Regions from separate parts of the Drosophila melanogaster genome. Here all the other regions are linked to region 1. Evidence: chromatin contacts called from public ChIA-PET and HiChIP or PLAC-seq data. All regions are on one chromosome and are shown on one strand. The core of a region is the stretch at or near the end of the contact, and the rest is flanking DNA. Distances in the headings are between cores, read along the strand shown.

What was found. ChIA-PET counts read pairs in DNA pulled down with a chosen protein or histone mark. HiChIP or PLAC-seq counts read pairs in DNA pulled down with a chosen protein or histone mark.
Region 2: a CP190 HiChIP or PLAC-seq map of the Kc167 cell line shows a contact between it and region 1, with 2.5 times the contacts expected there. The contact joins the enhancer-like site here to the promoter of Cyp12e1 in region 1. A contact is called at or near these places in 17 of 107 Hi-C or Micro-C datasets (the Clone 8 cell line, the Kc167 cell line, the PNm cell line and 9 more) and 1 of 6 datasets of contacts at active chromatin or transcription factors (the Kc167 cell line).
Region 3: an RNA polymerase II ChIA-PET map of the S2 cell line shows a contact between it and region 1, with 4 times the contacts expected there. The contact joins the promoter of jumu here to the promoter of Cyp12e1 in region 1. A contact is called at or near these places in 3 of 107 Hi-C or Micro-C datasets (the Kc167 cell line and the S2 cell line) and 1 of 6 datasets of contacts at active chromatin or transcription factors (the S2 cell line).

What each region holds. Positions count from the first base shown.
Region 1 is chr3R:10,432,135-10,436,750 of dm6, reverse strand. It overlaps Cyp12e1 (Cytochrome P450 12e1), which reads right to left and starts at 1,962. Exons shown (of 6, transcript NM_141746.4): 1 at 1,874-1,962; 2 at 1,726-1,816; 3 at 1,408-1,651; 4 at 1,243-1,359; 5 at 734-1,184; 6 at 47-675. The coding sequence starts at 1,951. The coding sequence ends at 88.
Region 2 is chr3R:10,514,351-10,518,966 of dm6, reverse strand. The region is part of intron 11 of hth (homothorax); the gene reads left to right. Among named protein-coding and RNA genes, the nearest start is that of mir-4944, 3.5 kb to the right of the region's middle. Within about 2 kb of position 2,801, at least 14 of the 39 cell types and tissues checked have an H3K27ac peak or open chromatin away from gene starts, as enhancers often do. A contact at or near this core is called in the Kc167 cell line, eye imaginal disc, larval brain and 1 more, where this site is marked.
Region 3 is chr3R:10,347,784-10,352,399 of dm6, reverse strand. It overlaps jumu (jumeau), which reads right to left and starts at 2,218. Exons shown (of 3, transcript NM_079578.3): 1 at 1,813-2,218. The coding sequence starts at 1,872. It overlaps CG31406, which reads right to left and starts at 3,639. Exons shown (of 5, transcript NM_169341.3): 1 at 3,283-3,639; 2 at 2,918-3,220; 3 at 2,793-2,855; 4 at 2,661-2,732; 5 at 2,390-2,604. The coding sequence starts at 3,480. The coding sequence ends at 2,491.

The sequences.
Region 1 (4,616 bases), core at 713-3,212:
TTTGTGCACATAATATTCAATTTGTATTATTTTAAGGCGTGTTTTCCTGAGTGAACAATGATATATATTTTGCAAGCATCATCAACATTATTCGTTTCGCTCTATAAACTTAAACTTAAAGGGAATGTTTGGTTGCACAAAGAACTGTGCCTTAAACGCATTTTCAATGGGATAGTCAAACCCGATCTTAAAGTTTCTTACCAACCGCGAAATGGCGATCTCCAGCATCATATCCACAATCCTCTTGCCTGCGCAAGATCTTGGTCCAAAACCAAAGGGAAGATACATAAAAGGAGTGGCAGTTTCACCCACCAAATGGGAGTTGGATTCATCGCGCAGCCACCTCTCAGGGATAAATTCTCGAACCTTGGGCACAAACTGCTCCATATTGGCCATCTGGTAGTTGGCCGCAATGCCAACATCCGTTCCGGCCACAACTCTATATCCACTGAGCACCACATCGTGGGGCATTCGGCGAAGGGTTCCCGGGCCAATGGGATACATGCGAATGCCCTCCTTGATGCAGGCCCTTAGATAGGGCAGATTTCTCATATTTTCTATGGTCAGCGATGAGTCCTTGTTGGGTAATATTCCCCTGATCTCCTCCAGAAGTCGAGCCTGCTTGTCAGGACTCTTGGACAGGCTGAATAAGATTCCTCCTAGGGTTACAAGAGTCTGCCAATGAAATAGAATGAACTTTAATAATTTTGAAGTGATTCAATTGTAAACTTACAGGATCCGCTCCTGCAAATAGCAAATCCATGGCTATAATCACTGCTGTTTGGCGATCGAAGCGGGCCAGCTTCTCCAGCAGGCTAGTTTCCAAACCAATCTCATTCAGTGTTCCAGCCTTGGCGTCCTCCTCGATCCGTTTTAAAGCGTTCCCAATGTGGAAATAGCAAAAGTCCGTAATTGTATCCAATGAACGCATGAGCTTCTTGAAATTAGGCATTGGCAAATATTTCCAAAATGCGGGCATAATGTCCAGCTGAAAGCCCAGCTCAACTACATCTTGCAGAGCCAAGACGAGCTTTTGAATATCCTTGTTATTCCGCTGTTCTCCCAATAAGCCAAGATGTGTGTTCAGGGCAACAGAGCAAATCGATTCGATCACCAAATGCCGAATGTCCACGGCAAAGTCATCTGGCATCTCTTGCGTAACAGGATCTCGAATAATGCGAATGCTTAAATTTAATTAAAGAAGTTCTTTTAGATTTTAGTGAAAATTCTAACATTGCTTACCGCTCCAGAAACTCATCGCTTACTTGTACCAAATTCGTCATATAAAGCTTGGCGTTACGTGGTTGCAACAAAATGGGATTGACAGCAGTGCGCATTTTGCCCCAAGCAGGTCCATTTCTAAAAGTTTATAAATGTCATATTACTCCTCAAATCTAGTTTACTTACCCCGAAGTCAACCCATCATAGCCATCGAATACTTCCCGCCGGTGAACCCTTTTAAAGTAGTCCATTACCTCAAAACTCCTTCTATAAGGATACTGACCCTCGTTTCGAAAGATTACTTCGTAGTCCTGAGGATTCATCGTTAGCACCAAATCGGTTCCTGCCACACTGGGCATCCGAAAGATACTTCCATATTGTCGGTTCATATCGAGAAACATTTCGTGGACCGGCAAATTCTTATAGAGACCTTAAGAGAGGATTTCAACAAAAGATCAACAATTCTCGAATGAGAGAATACTGGAAAGCTTTTCCTTCACTTACCGCCCGGCAGAAAAGCTCTGATCAATTGCAATTTACTGGGTCCCGGAATATCAGCATAAGGTTTGGCCTCTTCCAAGTTCACTGCTGTGGCCTATTGATTTATGCTACATACACATATAAATATATATTTAAAATATATTTTCCTTACCTTTTGGGCCAGACCCCTGCATAGCTGGTAGATCTGCCTAGAGATCTGTTTATTTGCGTTCCACTGCGTTGACAACATTTTGCAGACTAAAAAGATTCTTTCAACTTTCGATTAGTAAACTTTTTGAATTAATTCACATTTAGTGAGCTTTGCAAAGCTTTCCAGTTCGCTCTTTTTCTCAGCGGGTGAATATTTGATTAATTTTGTTTATGTTTTTTTCAGCAATTTGTTTTGGTCTCGATTTCGTTGGAAAGATTGCAAAACTTGGAAATAAGCTTTTGTGATGTCATAATTGGAATGCCTATCTTAATTCTATATTTTGTCTTTCGTCTGTTATTTCTGTGTACTCATTCTACAAATAAATCCAATGTTTAGCATAAGTGTATGATACATTCAAACTCTAATAGTCGCCACATAGCGTTCACTATCTGTTAAGGTATCTAAATTCATGTTAAGCTTATAATTTCCCTAGCTAACTTACACATAACGCATACGCAACGTTGACCCTGTTAGATCTTTAAAAACCTTAGCAGAGCCGCCGGAAATTTAAGCCTGTCACCAACACACACCCACACAGGGACAACGATACCCAGACAAAGGCAATATCAGCGGTGACAGAAAATCTATATAGACGGGCCAGACTGACGGCTATAATAAAATCGATTTTTTATGTTTTTGGCAACTGACAAGGACGCGTCGCAGCGAGTGTAAGCGTCTCGACAAGCGGGCCCATAAATATATCCTGTGTAAGGACATACACACCCACCGACTGAAACCCAGTCACACACACAGGGACACTCGAGCACGCACACACACGCTCGCTCACACTCACACTCACACAGAGACAGCTGATGATGGGCATACAAAAGTTGACCTCGACTTTGAGCTGTCAAAGCCAGCTAACTAAACTGACCTAAACCAACAAAAATCGACTTTTGCAGCCTAAACACAAAGCCTGAGGATGACGTGGCCGGAAAAAAGGGGGCGTGGCAGTCAGAGGGCGACGGAGGGGTGTTAAAATACAAAATATCAGCATGACGCAATGATTTCCGGGACGGGAGTGAAAATGAAACCTGTTGGAGCGGCGAGCTGTTGGCAATATAAACAAATTCAATTTGACAGCTGACAGCGACGGCGGTTCACACAAACACATCGAAAAGGCGAGAGCGCACCACACACACACACACACACATAGTCGTAGGGAAAAGAGAAAGCAGCACACACATACAGAGTAACAAACAAAAGCCGCAAGTAATAAACTTTTACGATCTGTTTTACGGCCACGCGGCACGTGCAACTAGGCCCAGGATATTTGGAGTAAGCGGGGTCGGCGGGTGGGTTGCAACATAAATTTAATGAAGCTAAAAGCGGGGCGCAACAACAATGCAGACATCTCACCCACACGAAAACACACATACACCCACATTTACAAAAGGAAAGAGAGGAAAGAACGATTCACATGTTGAAGCGGAGTTTCAACGGAGGCTGGGCAATAATAATAAAATAAAAGTAAATTGTTCAAGGCCAGCCATATTTTATGTTATTATTTTACAAATAGCAGAGCATAGGGCAAAAGGGTAGGACCTTGCACAGAATAAAGAAAAAGGATAATAGGAAGAGAATAGAACGCAGAAAGAGTTGCTAAAACAATACAGTTTTTTGGGTGCCATAAATACATTTATGAAAACAATTACATAATATTAAAAAGAATATCAGAAATGGCAAAAAACTAAGCAACTTTATATCGAATTATATGTGATCGTTATTTTCCCCTCAGTGCAGAGATTTTGATTTTTCTTTGCAGCGAAAACTGAACAAATTTCGCCGCATGAGCTTGGAAAAAAAAGAAGGGGGATGCTAGCCAGATCCTGGGACCTCCCCCACTCGCCCCCAATATTAGTGTTGTTGTGTCTGCGACACAAAAACGTCAGAAGCACTCACCGAGAGCACTCGCCGCTGTCCTTGCCGCAAATGCCATTGATGGATGATGCGCCTGCCCATTCGCCCACGCAGCCACTCGGGCCACCCATTCCACCCACTCCACCCGCTTCACCCCGAACGTAGTCAGCAGGATTCCGGATTTCACCCCTGCGCTGGAGGGTAAAAATAAAAACACTAAAACCTGCAATTTGTATGGAATACATCAGCAGCAGCAGCAGCCAACGAAAGTGGACGCAGACGTTGGCCAGAACGAGGCGGCATCATGCGAGTTCGGAGCACTGAATTCTGGGTTCCGGGTCCTGGAGTTTCCCCAGTTCTGAGTTATAGAAGGCCATAACCTGCACTCGCTCGCACCGTCTCGTTCTCGCCTCTATATCGCTTTCGCTCGCTCTTTAGTGCGCTTTATGATTGCCAGACATAAATAAGCGGCAAAAGCACCCCGATGTGTTGGTGTCCCGTGTCCAAAGTGCACTTCCCGTGTCCCGAGCTCGGGCTCACCTGCCCAGGTAAGCGGCTCCTTTTCGGCACTCCCTGCACTCCTTTTTTCCTACCGCTGTCAACGCCGCCGACAGCTGGATAAATGTGTATCTATGCGAGCTCCTGTCCCTCGTCCTTTTCAGCTACTGGATGTACTCAGCTCATCTCTGTTCCTTTCTCCCGTCTGCGCATCTTCTTCTCTTCGGCGAACGGGTGTGCGTGCGTTGAGCCAAAGTAGCAATTCATCATAGAAAATGGCGGAAGTAAGCTTCCCTTTGTGTGGGTGCCCTGTGTGTGAGTGTGTCTGTGAGTGCGGATGACACGC
Region 2 (4,616 bases), core at 1,552-4,051, 81 kb before region 1:
GAGATGTCGCATAATAACCATCGAATACTCGTAAGACAGGCCCCAAATAAGACCGCAATGATGGTGCTAATGAAGTGCATTCTGGAAAAAAAAGGGGGCGGGGTGCTTGGGGCCGGGTTAACTGACTGGCCAACCAAAAAACAAAAGGCAGACGCAGACGTCGGCTGCAACAACAACGGCAACAGCGTACATTGAGGGCATTGCATGGCTGGCTTGTTGTTGCTTTCGGGGCTGATTGCCGTTGCTGCAGAAATGCATGTTGTTGTTGCTGGTTGCCATAATTATGGCGGGCGCGCGAATATTTTGTTTACATTTGGCGCGCACTGCAGACAGGCAGCAACAACAGCAGCCAAGGCAACGGCAGCAACACCAACACCAGCAAAAACACAAAAAAAAACAAGAAAAAAGGCCTCATTTCGCGTGCTCCGCCTACTCGAGCTGTTAGCCACATGTGTGTGCAGTTTGCTGTTCTCAGTTTGCCCATATGCCCCAGGTCCGCTTCCATTCTCCATTTAAAGCTGCCCCCCCCCCCTCTTCTGACCAGCGAAAAACCCTCCCTCACCAGCAATTTTCTTCCGGCTGTCTGCTATTGCCGTTCTGTACTGTTCTGCTTTTGGGCCTACATTTTGGCGTTGCCGTTGCAACGGGCAACTTGCAACCCCCGAAAAAAAGTGCGGAGAGCGCGAAATGTTAAGCCGTGGCAAAATGGCCAAAAGGAAGCCATAGAGGGCGGTCGAAGAAGACTGGCGGGAAGGGTGGGGCAGGGGCATTAGGTGCAGTCGCGATGAAAGAGTTGCATTGTTGTCAGCGAGTCATGTTGCAACGGCGCTTAGTGTGTGGCATGGTTCAAGGTGCCGGCTCAAGACGAATCTGCAATGCGCTGCACAACGATTTAAGCATTCAGATTAAAGAATGCACTCAGTACATGTGGTACTCGTTAGATAACTATTTTTAAAAATATTTATATCTTTGAACAAGGTATTTTGAAAAGACTTAAATATCTTGTGCTACTTATTTACCGTCCCACTAAAACGTAGGGCATCTTCTTTCCGGCCACGCTGCATATTATTATGATTTTCCGCCACAACACTTGGCGGATGGGGCAGCATTGCGATTATTGCTGGGCCTTCTAGCTCACCTTATCAGTGTGGGCTGTCAAGAGAGGGTAGAGACGGAGAAACACTCATTTGGCTTTGCTTAGACTGGAAAAAATCTGTATAATGGCCAGCAGTCGCCTTTTCTTCGCTGTGGCAATGCAATTTTCACCGCTGCAATTTGCTGCCAACGTGGTTGTTGTTGCTGCCGTCGCTGTTGCAAGTGTAGTTGGTGTTGCTGCAGTTGGCGATGTTGCTGTTGTTGCTGTTGCCGTTGGCTTGTTTCACAAATGGCGTCGCATTTGGCGTTGTTAATGGCGTCGGCATCGCTGGCATCGCTTGGTTGCCCGTTGTTGGTGCCTCATGTGTATGTTGAATGTGGGGTACAGAGACGGTGAGTGCAAAGCGGGACCTGACTTCTTGGGCTTGTTGTGCCATGTGTCACGGCGTTGCAGTCATGTTGACATCATTGGGCCCAGGTCCAATTAAATGGGGGTCTCTCTCTCTCTCTCCCTCTCTCTTTGGGGCCCGGGCCCGTGGGCCTTCCACTTGTCAGCAGGGGGAGAAAAGGAGTAAGTAAACCCCAAGCCCCCCGCCCAACACACTCCACACACATCAGTGTGCGATGATTGTTTTAAATTCATTTGCCAAGTTTAAATAAACACACAACAAAGTGAAAATATGCTGGCAAAAAAGTGGAGCGAGTCAAGTTGCCACAGGGACGGAAGACAGCAGACAGAAGGCAGGAATCACAAAAAAGAAAGAGACGGCCAGCCCAGCGATAGAAAGAGACGGAGCGAGTGACTAGGGGCCGGGGATGGGGCGACAACTTAAAGGCGTGACAGTAATTAATTATTTTGTCGTATGGTAAATTAATAAACCAAATGGACTTTGTTTCTACTTGACATGTTATGCACTCTCTGCATATCCACATGCATGCATTTACCCACATGTGTGTGAGTGCGAAATGCATAATTGCTTTCATTAGTCTAATTGGTGCAACAAAGTGCAGTTGAAAGAAAAACGCTTAAGCAGACAGAGACAGCACGTCCGGGGCAGAGGGAGACGGGCTGCTAAGCTCTTGGGAGTACACTCATGACGGAGAGTAGGCGTTGAAAGAAAAGCTTTTGCAAATGATATATATGCACTTGTGATCCCCAAGAGTCGGGCAAGTCAACGAACTTGACCTGCCAGATATATGTATAAAGGATTATACTCAGTTGGGACAAGTCTGTCGTATTTATAGTTGCTAAAGAAATCTATGTCTTGTGCTGTGATGTTCTGGGTAACAAAGGTAATGGATTTAGTTATGATCTTATTCTTGGCACTGGTGATTAATGAAAACGAAAACTTTTGGGCTTTGGAAATAAAATATTTATTTGATATTAGAATACTATTTGTAAGGTTGCCGTATACGGCTGATTTATATTTTGGCTTATATAACCTTCCCTCTGCAGGCATTAAATTTCAAAATATATGTTATTCCCGAAGTTGGACTCTCAATTATTCGGAGTTCGTAGACCATTCCTTTTCCCCATTGACAACCACAAAGTTGTTCCTGCTACTGCCAGATGTCTCGGCTCGTGTTGGCCACAACATCAAATCAATAACCAGGCTCCACCTGCATCTAGAATCAGCCAAAGCCAAAGCCACCCACCCACTGCCTGCTTTTCTTGTGAGAAAGCCATCTCTGCAAATAGATGTGCGCCACAAAGTATGCTATAAATTCCATTTTAATTTACCTGCATGTAATTTATGCCTTCTGACTTCTTGAACATTTTATATGGATGAGAAAACGAGGTGCAGCAGCAGTTGCGATGGAATGAGGCAACATTGCCAATGGCATGTCCATTGTATTTACATGGCTCCTACGTTTATTTGTCAATACGCAAATTTCATATAGTATTTCGTATCTGGCAGTTTTGTTGTTGCTGGCCGAAAGTGCGGGCGTGTCAGGCTGAAAGTCCTGGCCTCGACAGGACAGCAAACAACTATTGCCGCCGGGCAGGACTACAACTTGGACTTTGGACAGCAGCAAGACAACACGTAAAATTTATTAAACACAAACAATAAGGCAAATGCATTTAAGGAGCCCACAGCTACACAGCTACACAGGCCAAGCCCTCGCTGCTGCAGGACAACAGCAGCAACAGCGGCAACTAAATTGCATTACAGCCGGCCAGGACATGCCAGCACACAGATAGACACACAAATACAAGGACACAGACGAAGACAAGGATGTGCAGCGTTGCACATTTCGATTGGAATGGCCCCGCCTTATATGTATAACCTCTCTGTGTCTGTGTATGGGTGACAGTTCATACATTTTTCGGGGCCGACCGTAAATTGCCAGACATTTTCTTAGACCAGTGCAACGACAAAATTGCATTTGCAGACTGCGGAATGGGATCCCCTTGAATCACAATTATCGACTGGTGACGAGTGGCCCAAAAGCTGCAGGAACCGCCCACAGCTGCCGGAAACGATTGCGGCCAGTCGAGGGTTAAAACACAAAGGCTCCTTCGTCCTTCGAGCACGCGCACAAGCATATCCCGATTTTTCGAGGGCGAAACAAAGCCAAAATCATTTGACGGCAACTTCCGCTGAGCGGAGATCCTTAGAAATAATTTTTTGACAGCCGCCAGGTGACTGGTTAAACCCTTGCCTTTAATGCACTGAAAAAATTGAAGTATGCTAAAAAGCTGCTCTATGAGTAGACGTATACACAAAATTAACTTCTTGAGCCATTCAAAAATGTTCGGATATTTTCTTTCCCCTGTAACAGTCGAAGCAGCATTAATGGAGTGAAATTGTGCTGCGATCGGAATCATTGAATCAACAATAAGTGCACAACAACTAGGCAAATAAAAGAAATTGTAATAAGCGCCAGGGCAGCCAGCCGATTAGATTAGCTGCTGGGCAGCCATAGGGGTTAAGGGGGCGGGTCGCCTGTCCAGGGGGAGTGGCACTTTCACTTTAGCCAAACTATTTACCCACTGACGCCACTGTGTCGGCGGTTCGACTGCAAGATTTATGGGAAGTGGACTACTCGTTGGCATTTGTTTGCCCATTTGGCGCTAGACACGCGCTCCAATTGCACCGCCCCACCTCCCTTAACCCACACCATGCGGTCCGATTCCCCGTGCTTAACCCCCTAAGGTAGCGGCAATTGAGGACACTTTGAGTGGCACTGCTGATAAGGAGGACGCACTGCAACCGGTCCCCTGATAACACCAAAAACACCCGAAAATGCTGCGTTTCAAGTGCAGCCATCCACGCGGGCTGACAGGTTCCCATTCGGTTTTATTGCGGCCATGATTGATCGATTGTTTGGCCGGTTGGCTAGATAGATTGTAAATAAATTGGGCACTGCAACAGTTTGCCCAGCTCCGAAATTTGTCAGGACAGGGTTTTCCATATTTATTCCATGTAAACAACTTCCATTTAATATATGTACAGTACTAAAGAGAAAACTTCAAACACGCAAATATAATATTGTAATCATATCATTTTGACATTTCC
Region 3 (4,616 bases), core at 969-3,468, 85 kb after region 1:
GAGCGAAATGCAGACAAGTGGCAGTCCTCCCACAATCCTTGTGCGCCCATCTCTTTCCCACCTACTGCGCATTTTGGGGTAGGTGTGCCGCCACCCACTGAAATCGCCCCATTTGAAAGGCCCCAGTGGAAAGCGCGTTGAACTTTGAAGTTGTTCTTTGTTGGCTTTTTGCTTTGATTTTTGTTTCACTAATTTCTTTCTTTGCTGCCATGTTGCTGCAACAAAGGTTGCCGAAACCTCGGAGACGAAAGAGAACAGTGCGAAAGAGATGGAGAAGGTGGGAGAAAAGCTTTTGATGTGGGAATTATTGTCGACTGTTGCTTTTTGGTTTTCTTTTGTTCTCGCACTTACACAAGCGTACAAGATGAAACGATTTATTTTGTTTGCTTTTCTTTGTTCCCCTTCGCACACGCACACGCTTACTGGGAATTCGCAACACTTGTAGATTGTGCGTGCGTGCGTGTGTGGAGTTTTGCATGTTGCAAGTAACAGGCGCACGTGTTTTCCCAAGTCCGTTCGTTTGATTTTCTATTGAAAATGTGCAAACTTTGCTGGAGGTCAGTTCCTCTGACGGACTGACAATTTAGGCGGTCAGTTTAGCCCAAACTTCAAAGCCATACCCCCACTTTCTGGCCCAAAATCATTAGCCACTTGGTTGGACTGTGACTAAAACAGATGAAAACCGAGAGATTCGAGGTGAACGCTTGGCCTTCAAAAAGTTTAAAACGCAAAAGCCGAAGAAGAGGCCACCAGACGAAAAACTCAGCGAACCGGCGGAGAAACACACTAAAGTACTCAGCGCATATTGGCGGCCAAGGAAATAGGACTGCAAATTTATTAACCTGTGCTAAACTGTAGAATGTGATAACGTAACTCTACAGTGAATACTCGACCAGAGAAACTCTCTAACATTATACAAGTAAATTTATGCCGAAGAAATAATCCTTTTAGTTAAAAAAAAATCTTTGGTACCTTCTCCTCTCATACTGTGTTATATTATAGAGTTACTCTTTGAAAATGAAGATAAGAAATTCTTAAACCTTATAAATTGCAAGAAATAATATATTATAAGGTGTGCTATTGTTTCATCCGCCGCTGTGTGTGACAGAAAATAAATAAGCCAAATAATTGCGAATGGCTACAACAAAAGAAAGACTTGTGCTGTGTGCGCCAAAGTAAAATACTCCAAGTGTCTTAATAATACAAGTAGAATAATACAGGCAATCCCCTCCCGTGAAAAGTGAATTGATGTCCACAATTAAGTGCAAATAACAGTCGCTTAACAGAGGTGAATTCTGCGGCTAGCCGAGTTAGTAACCCCCAAAATAAACAGCAGACTTCCTCAAACGCAATGGTACTATACTTCCATTATTTTTTATCGGCGCTCCGCTGTTCCGGTTGTAATTAATCATCAATTTTTTGGGCGAAAAAGAAATTTTTCAAAGTTTAACGATCAAATGTAAACACAGACACACACACACACAAACGTTAAACGCGGCGAGGGCGAATTGGCGAGTCAACAACACAGCTTTGGAGCGAGCGAGGCGGGGAATATTTGGCCGCAGGGGCGAGCGAGATGGCGAGTGGAACCAAAGTTTCGCCGCCAAACTGTTCTTGGTGGTGGGTTTTGCTCTTCATGTCGGTATGGGAACAGTTGGGGTGTGGGGAACGTGGAGACCGAACGTTAAATTCAAAAATTGCGCCTGTCTGTGTCTCGGCACATGCGAGTGTATGGGTGCGTGTGGCCGGCCGGCGAAATGTTCGCGAAAAGTTATTATTCTCGCTTAGCTCGCCTTTTTTGTTTCAACTCACCGCATATTTGCTGAAGAATCCCTCATGTATGCCGCTCGAATAATCCTCTAGTTCGAACATGTTGAATCTTTTATGTTTTTAGCATGCACTTTGTTTTGATCGATGTTTCCGCCTGGCGAAGATTTCACCGGAATATCGTCCGCCTCTCTGCTTCTTACTGCCAATTCCAATTAACGGTTCTATTTCGAAACAGCGCACAAAAAATATATTCAGTCTCAACACCGTTGTTCCTTGGCAATCCAAGCCGTGATCTCTGCACTTTTCAAATTCTACTTCCAGCAAAAGGACATGGCGCTCGCGCTCAATATATCGCAGTTATCAGGAGCGCACAACACCGGTCTCGTATTCGAAGTCGCGGAGCAATGATAAAATAAACCCGCCCGGTCAGAATTCGAACGAAAAATGAGAGCGCCCGAGACTGGAGTGACCGTACCTCCGTTTTTGGAAAACGTTGACAATACACGGCACCGCAACCAGTGGCAGGTTGGGAGCTCGGGTAACCATTTAGCCGGGAAACGAACCCTGCGTGTAACGGCTTTTTAAAAGGTAACCTCACTGTTCGGCATTCTTTGTTATTAGGTATTCTTAATTATTTATATTTATATTTTTGCTTATAAAAGCAACTAAAATCAATTTTGAACTTTAAAAACAAAAACAATTAACGCAACGTGATACAAATTATTCGGCTTGATGTTCGATGTGATCTTTTCCAGCTTTTTGAATGTCATTACACTTTTTGGACTTGTGCTCCCTTGTCGACTTCTTTAGGCTTGGTTTCATATTTGGATTTGCCTAAAATTGGAATTTTATAAATACTAATATTATTAGTATCTGTATCTTCATTTTACATTATCGTTTGTCGCTGCTTCTGGAGTTTTGGAAGCCAGTAGTTTTTTATCCTTCTTTAATGTGCTTGTTTTCTAAATATATTATATATTTTATAATATTTTAATATATGCATATCTTTTGATATTTCTTACTTCATTTTCATTCGAATTTTGTGCCTGCAGTTGCTTCCCATCCTTCCTTTTTGTTCCTGTTTTCTAAATATTTTATATTTTGTAATGTTTGAACAAATATTTTTATATCTTTGGATATTTCTTACTTCATTTTCGATAGATTCTTGTGCGTCTAGAAGATTTGCAGCCACCTTGACACACTGACGTGCAGCCGGAAGTTTCTTCACATTTTTCTTGGGCACAGGAGGTCCTTCTTCATTCATTTCATTAGATGCTTGTTCCTCCAAAAGATTTGCAGCCGCGTCGGCGCACGGAAGTGCAGCCTGCAGTTTCTTAACATTCTTCTTGGGTGCAGGAGTTTCTTTGGACCTCGCTGCTTCTGTATTTTGGACTGTGGAACTCAATTTGGAATCCAGTTGCTTTCCATCCTTCCTTTGGGTTCCTGTGTTCTAAATATTTTATATTTTGTAATGTTTGAACAAATATTTATATATCTTTGGATATTTCTTACTTCATTTTCGTTAGGTTCTTGTGCGTCTAGAAGATTTGCAGCCACCTTGACACACTGACGTGCAGTCGGCAATTTCTTAACATTCTTCTTGGGCACAGGAGGTCCTTTGGTCCTCGAAGATTCTGCTAGGATGTTCTGGTCAGATAAGGTCAGCACTTGGTTCTGCTTCTTCGTAGCTGCACTGCGAGTAACCACCATTTTCGGTTCAAAGCTAACGTAGAAAATTCAAAAAATCAAGATAATGGAAATTTGGTGTAGATTCAAGCGAAGTGCAATAAGATGTGGGAATTTCAGTAAAAAGGTAAATAGGTTATTTGGTTAGTGGCGCGACACTAGACAACCAGGCTACTTCCAAACACGAAGTCACAAATTTAAAAATATCTGAAATATTTTTCCCAAAGATATATAACCACTTAATAAACTTATAATAACCACTTAAGTTCAGTCGCAGGAAATAAAGCCCTTAGCTTGCAGTTCATTTATTAAAAATTATAATATTATATATTATAATTATAAAAATTATATATATATATATAGTGACGTATTTGGGTGGTCCAAACCAGCCACTTCCATTATTTCAAAGAAATCAGTAATGCACTCTAGTAATTTTCCATAACGTATCCCAGCTGCGCAGCATTCGTTTATCTTTGGCAGCGCAGCCGTTCTTGTAAACATCCTAAAGCCTGACCTAAGCAGATTTGACTGCCCTCTTTCAACGCTACCTAATCTTAAGAACCCAAGAGCGAGGCTCTCCCGAAATACAAATATTGTTCAAATACTGAGGCTTCTCCTCAATCCAATTTGCATTTGATTTTTAGTCTTAAGCTGAGATCCAAAGAATAAAGTCGTGAAACTATTTCTCCTAAAACTATTTTTTATTTCTTGGCGTTGTCCTTAGTCAACTGACGGGACATTAGTTCGACTCATAAATAAAACAACAATTTTACTGGCGCAGTCGGTAGGATACAAAAGTATCCGAAAAAAAAAGAACCTTCGAGTGGAAAATAAGTTAAATTTTATAGTCCAGTGCTCGAAACATCTCCCAAAATAAATTCGTGAAAACTCTTCAACTTGGATTATAATTCCAATTCGGTTATCCAATAATAAGTGGAAGTGAAATACGAAACAAAAATATTAAGTCCAAAGGCAACTAAGTTTTAAAACCAACATATAAAAATAAAAAATTAAAACAATATAGAATTTTAATAATACAACACAAAAATTTACAAAACAAAAAAACAAACAAGTGAAACTAGAAAGCTTAAAAATAATAATAACATTGAATCCGAAACAAAACAAAAAAATAAAACACAAAAGTTAAAAATTTTACAATA